Linked DNA regions of Drosophila melanogaster: region 2 is linked to region 1. A link is a contact called in public HiChIP or PLAC-seq data. All regions are on one chromosome and are shown on one strand. The core of a region is the stretch at or near the end of the contact, and the rest is flanking DNA. Distances in the headings are between cores, read along the strand shown. Region 1 overlaps Lrch (Leucine-rich-repeats and calponin homology domain protein). Region 2 holds the start of kel (kelch).

Region 1 (3,324 bases), core at 399-2,898:
AAGGAAATGTATTACTGACTATTGATCAAAAAACACTATCTTCATTTCAAAGGCAACCTTCCCACAGAAATATTTCGTATTTTAGGTGGAAAGTGCCAAAAGTTACTGGGAATATTTTGGAATTGGCTTTCCCACACTAATATTATGCCTCGTTGAAAGCTTCTTGGTAAACAAATTATTCAATGAATAGAAACTACATGTGTACATACACAATTCCTGGCCATTGCATATGGATCACGACGTACCCCTTATATTATATCCATTTTTAAATGCACCCTCATTCTGCTTATTGCGGTTTAAAAATAACATTATTATTTCAGCGATAAATGCAATTTGCTTGTCTCCACGCTTGCTTATCTGCAGTTGAACGACTTATGTAGCTGTATGTATATGTTCGTATTTATTTATATATATGTATGCATCTATGTACATATCTTAGCAAATTGAGGGCAGTACAAACTTGACACAGATAACCGCGAATTATGCATTGAGTCATTTCCATTAATTTATAAATGTAAGCATTATTTAACAGGCGACGGGCCAACGTTTCTAGTTTCTTAATTGCTGTGCACAGCACGCGCTCATAAAAGAGAATCTAAGAGAACAAAAGATAGATCTGATTACAAGCATTGCTTACAGTGGGCACGCGCTGTAATGGATTATTAGCTATATCTATTGGGAATATTTTATAATTACCGAAAACCCATATTTAGTATGTTAAATGTGCTCAATCAAAATGGTAAAAAATAAAATGTCAAAATATCAAGAGTCTTTTACGTACGAGGTAATACTGTGAGGAAAACCTTTTATTCCCTTGTTTGTTTGTGACTTAGAAAAACACAGCTGTTACACTTTGAATTTGGAAGAAAAACATTAATCAGCAGCAGCAAGAAAAACAACGAATTCATAGCTGCTTCCAAATATTTGTTAAATATTTGTTTTCCTGGATGTTTACACTTGGCCAACACAGATTTCCAATGTTTGCTCTGTGATTAAATGGGCATAAAGAACAGACCGGCGATGAAGAAGAAATGCTGCGCGAAATTGCAGTGTCTAAAATAAACAAAGTGGAACAGAACACAATTTTCTAGGGAAGTAGGCGTGTGTGTTTGTGTTGGGAATTAAAATCGGTATCTATCTATCTAAACATGTGTGTATCTGTGTTTTGAGTGCTTCCAGCTTTCAATATCAAAAAGTAATCAATCGATGGGGCAAGAGCCCAATGCGATTTTCCATATTATTTTTTTTGATTAGTTCGATGTGCGCACATACATAGTTGGGACATTGCCCTATATATGAGAGTGCTTCTCAAGTGGTTTTCAATACAATTCCACAGAGTGTAATATAAATAAACAAAACTTTATTGCTAAGTGGCTCGTTTGGGGTTTCGAGTCTAAAAGAATTGCCTATGTTTTGATTCTGGGAAAATGTTATGCGATAAAAAAAAAGTTTAAGGAATGTGAATATTGGTTTAGTGGCTTATCAGCATTTATGTGTGGCTCCCAGTTATGTAAATATATATAGTTTGCTTCCTGTTCCAGCATATGTTTGCAGAGCACCCAATAATTTTCTCCTGCCCTATGCATAATGATTCATATTCCCATCGCCCCACTTAAGGCCCACCAATTTAGCAATAACACTCAGACAAATTAATTTCAATAAATCCATCAATAGAATCCACTGTGCCCGTTTGTGCCCCTTCGTTTTCATAATGGTCAGTCAATATCAATGTACAGACATGCAGAGGCTTCCACATCCATATACATATTCATATTCGGCAAAGTCAAAATAAAATACCACGCAAGCCAAATAAAGTAGCGACGGTATGGGTAACGTGCTCCAGGTCCATTCTAGCCTGGTGGAGAATCCGCCGCCCACATGGCTAGACCAAAACGTTACCAAAAACGAAACAGCTGAGGGCAACGATATAAAGCTCCATTTGCCAATACAGTTGGAGCGCCATCAATTTAATTTTTTGCTTCTTCCGGTTTGGGCCCACGCCCTTCAAAATGGAAATGCCACTCAATGTCTGCCACATGGGGGGTTATTTTTGTGTGGTATAAACTTTTTTACCAGCTCCGGGGTATGTTTGGATATGAACTTTTAAGGTTGAGAGTTTCAGTAGCAAGAAATTATATTTATATTACTTATTTTTAGAAATCCACACTCATCGATCCTCTTGATAGGTTTTTGAAATATTGAAATATCATTTAACAAAGCTTATCAAAGTAGGTTCCTTATCAAACTGATACCGTATACCATATACCATATCTTTATCCTCATATCTATCATTTTATGGCCTAATCCCTTCAATCATAAAACTGTAAATATATTGCAACAATCAGCTGCTACGTATGTATGAAAATAGGCAGTTCAATATGGGTGGTCTGAACTAAGAAATGACTAAATCGACATTGCTGTCATTTACCTTTAATTTCCACGCGCTTATTCAGTTTTCTAGAGGAATTTATGCAAATGCAATTGCTTGAATCCCCATTACCTCCAAGGAGCGTCATAACCGAGACGTTCCCTGCTCCACTTACATCATCAAATTGCTCCATTGCCATGCGTGCGCCGAAGTTGGCAAAGTTGACTTTGGGCGTTGCTCGAATCCATGTTTGTTTCGAATCCCCAGGCGCACCCTATTTTTTTTTTAGGTTGGATGAAATGCCTGCGTGGTCCGAGGACAATTTCTGCAGTATTTATGACATTATGGTTTGGTGAGCCTCAGGCGGGCAAATAAAAATGAAAATTAAAAAGTAACGCGAGTATTAAGAGAGGCAAACAAAACAATGATGGCACTTTGCATTTTTTCGGCGTGTCAAACAATTTGATTTATTGTGCGAGACGTAAAAGACAAATTTTCGCCTGTCGCATTGCGTTGAAGTTGGCCAAAAGCCAGCTGGGGCCAGAAAAAAAAGGGGGGAATGAGCGGGGAAATAGAGTGGAAACTCTTGGAAAATTGCCAGTGAAAGCAGAATTGAGCAGGTGTCGCTCGAGATAAAAAATATCTTCGTCACGGGCCCGCAGGTTCAAAGTACAAAGTCGGTCCTGGTGTCCCATTTCGTCCTAAATTGATGCCTCCGCATCAGGGAAATCCAATTTCCGCATCCTCGAACAACTTTTCAACCCAAGCCATCCCACCCCGACGTCATTGGCCGGCAAGGGTTTATTCAACTTAACAGGATGCAACACAAAAAGGATAATGCACTCGTAGAAAATATGTGGCAAGAAGTGGCAATGCAACTCTTTTCTAGATGTAACTTTCTAACTATATATGTATGTTATAGTATATATGTTATAGTTTTTAATTTAGTGCTGCAA
Region 2 (3,324 bases), core at 419-2,918, 760 kb before region 1:
TCTCCTACGTTCAGCACGCCGAGGTGGTGGCCCAGCTGCAGCAGGTCACCACGGCGTCGGGCCCATCGGCTCCGTCCTCATCCAGATCGTCCAATCTTCAGGAGCACCTCAGCAGGCTGCCCAACCGCATGGCAGCCGCCTTTGGTCGGATGTCGGCCAATCTGAATTGCTACCAGAAGACTGTCGCCACGCCGGAGCGTCACTCCAACTCCTCCTGAGGATCAGGACGTGGACGGAGGGGCAAACAGAACCCAGAAACCAAAACTCAAACTGAGACAATCCCAGTGCAGCGTGTGCCGCCACCATAAGTTAAAAGATCAAACGCGAAGCCACATAACAAAATCGCTAGCTCGCTACTACAAGACTGTCATGGATCAAAAACCAAATGTTCACCATATATATCTCACCTATTGGAATGCAGCTCGGACGGATTTTTGAGTTGTGGCACTCTTGAAAGCGAGCTGGTAGAATGTAGAATCGAAATCGCAGTTAGCTAATTGTACTATAAACTAAGTATTATTATCTAAAGCAACCCTCTCTCCTACACACATAAGTATTGCAAAAAGAAGGGCCAATCGAGCTTTTCGTAATCGCTGGTATTCTTGTAATATTTCATTGTATTTATTTGAAGTATGGAATCTAAATGATGTGTTACTGTTACGTGTAAATACGAGATACGAATGCAGCTTAGTTAGTGTAAAACTCTCTCATTAGCCAAATTTCCAAATGTAATTTTCGCCTATTTATGAATATACTTTATTTATTTATTCGAAGTGATTTCGTTCGCAAGCGAGTGCTTTGTTTAAAAAGAAAAAACCCGTCAGTTGTACACGTGTAGAGCATTTGTAAATACTACCGATTTTCGCATTAAGCTGTAGCTATATTAATATAATGAATTATAAATCATGTATTCCTACCTAGGTGGTTGCTGTTATTCGTAAACATTCAATAAGCAGTTGTTTCCAATACCTATTTAATGTATTTTACATATCTCACATGTTGATGAGCATGCGTATCAATATTCAAAAACAAAATCGAAAAAAGAGTCAAACAAATAAAGTTGATCAAGATATTAGAAAAAATCTCAAAGTGTGTTTTGAATCAGAAGTGTGGAATCATAATCAACCCAAATGATTGATGTATTTTAATATCTTTAACAAATGAATGTTTAACTCATTCGTTATTTTCATTATAAAGTCGTGAATTCTTTATAAAATGAGAGTAATCAACTAAAATCTATAGATTTCTATTTATTTTATTTTATATCTATAAAATATCTATAGATATTCTATCAAGATTATGCTGAACTAAACCTTTTTTACTTTCTTTTATGGAATTCGAATATGCAATCTTAATGAATTCTGTGTCGCATATTTGTAATCTTTTTGCAATTTTATTTATATATTTTTATAAGATGAATTAGGTATGCTTTTTTTAAGTTTAGGTAAATGTGGAATATTAGTTTGTATATCAATTTAAAAATCACACTTTTTGAAACGTACGTATAAATAAAAATTAAAGGGGAGAGGTCATATTTAAGATGTAATTCAAGTGAATTACAAAAATTCAAAAATTAAATGACTTTATCATTAATTTTATAGTTGGAAACAAAGCCAGCTCAGTGAGAACTGGTTGAAAATGCCTATCGGACTATCGATGAGTATTCATCGCTAGTGGTAACTTGCGACCAACCCGAGGCTGGTCACACTGCTCTGGTCGCGTCCAAAAAGTGTACAATTTTTCACCACCTCGGTTTGTTTTTTCGGACCAGGCGAGGCACCTTCGATTCGCTGCGACTTCCGTTTCCGATCCGTTTCGGATGATAGCTCTGAGTGCGCTGCTAACCAAATATACGATCGGTATTATGAGCAACCTAAGCAATGGCAACAGCAACAACAACAACCAGCAGCAGCAGCAACAACAACAGGGTCAGAACCCACAACAACCAGCACAGAATGAAGGCGGAGCGGGAGCGGAGTTCGTGGCGCCACCGCCCGGACTAGGTGCCGCAGTGGGCGTGGCAGCCATGCAGCAGCGCAACCGCCTGCTGCAGCAGCAACAGCAGCAGCACCACCACCATCAGAATCCCGCCGCCGAGGGAAGTGGCCTGGAGCGGGGCAGCTGCCTTCTGCGCTACGCCAGCCAGAACTCCCTGGACGAGAGCTCCCAGAAGCACGTCCAGCGGCCAAATGGCAAGGAGCGCGGCACTGTGGGGCAGTACAGCAATGAACAGCATACGGCGCGCTCCTTCGACGCCATGAACGAGATGAGAAAGTAAGGATGGCACGAGATCCTGTCGAAGGATCAGTTCGTACGACTATAAAATTTGGTTAAGTCCTTAAGCATCATAAAGAAGTAGCCAGGGTTTCTAAAGACCTTAAGGCAGTATATTTAGATCCACAAATAGTATTATATCCTAATTCCTACCTGTGAGAGGTTTTAAAAACCTTAGGTAGAACATTGGTTATTTTGTACCTGCCCTGGAGAATAGAACACACAGCACCCACATAGGACTTTTAATGATATGCAGAATTAGATCTATGTGATTTTATAGCCTGATTATGTAAATAAGCACACCTACAACGGTTCGAAAAATGTTTCAAATGTCATTTGTTTGCTCAACAGCAAACCAGCTGAACGTTCGTTCAGGTTCTAAAAAGGTGTCAGCTATTTCCCAGTTACTATTTCCTTGACAAAACAAGCTGATCTGAGTTTCTACCACTAAAACTTTCAGTTGTTAAATATGACGACCTACCTCAACTTAATATAAATAGAACTGTGCTAACTACACTCTATTATAAACTCATCTCCTCTGTTCCCGGACAAAGGCGCATGATTCAATCCCTGCGTGTTCGACGGGAACAGGTGGACCGACTGGCTCTCGAGCTTTGAGATTTGGGCCAAGATGCGAAAATAAAATCTCTGAAAATGTCAGATGATCGTCTCTCGCATATTTGCGCAGTTCGCTTTGTTTATCTGGCCGTTGCTAATATTTGTGTTTGCACACTACATATGTATAAACGAATATTTGCCGCCGCTTTTGTCGTGGGGCCATTCGCATTAATTATTGTCTAGTTTTTATTATGATGAGTTGCTTACGCCTTCGGGTTTCGCATTGGGCCACGACCTTGAACTTGGTTGCGGCCAAAAATGATATTCGTTTTCGAATCGCATTTCGATTCCGCTTCCGCGTCTCCGCCTTTGCTTACTTTTTGGAAAACTACTGGGCGTATGGAAAATTTATTGGTAGCTTACATAAAACGAGTTTTTTTTTTCGGACCAATCATATCGTATTCGGCGCGAAAGTGAATGTGGTATAACCCA

What was found. HiChIP or PLAC-seq counts read pairs in DNA pulled down with a chosen protein or histone mark.
Region 2: a contact with region 1 is called in a POLR2A S2P HiChIP or PLAC-seq map of the Kc167 cell line, with 9 times the contacts expected there. The contact joins the promoter of kel here to the enhancer-like site in region 1. A contact is called at or near these places in 5 of 107 Hi-C or Micro-C datasets (the Kc167 cell line, embryo and wing imaginal disc) and 2 of 6 datasets of contacts at active chromatin or transcription factors (both in the Kc167 cell line).

What each region holds. Positions count from the first base shown.
Region 1 is chr2L:17,376,480-17,379,803 of dm6, reverse strand. The region is part of intron 1 of Lrch (Leucine-rich-repeats and calponin homology domain protein); the gene reads left to right. Among named protein-coding and RNA genes, the nearest start is that of Lrch, 6.0 kb to the left of the region's middle. Within about 2 kb of position 1,648, at least 21 of the 39 cell types and tissues checked have an H3K27ac peak or open chromatin away from gene starts, as enhancers often do. A contact at or near this core is called in the Kc167 cell line and wing imaginal disc, where this site is marked.
Region 2 is chr2L:18,136,427-18,139,750 of dm6, reverse strand. kel (kelch) reads left to right here and starts at 1,668. Exons shown (of 6, transcript NM_165242.2): 1 at 1,668-2,274. The coding sequence starts at 1,820. Socs36E (Suppressor of cytokine signaling at 36E) reads left to right here. Exons shown (of 4, transcript NM_165243.3): 4 at 1-1,076.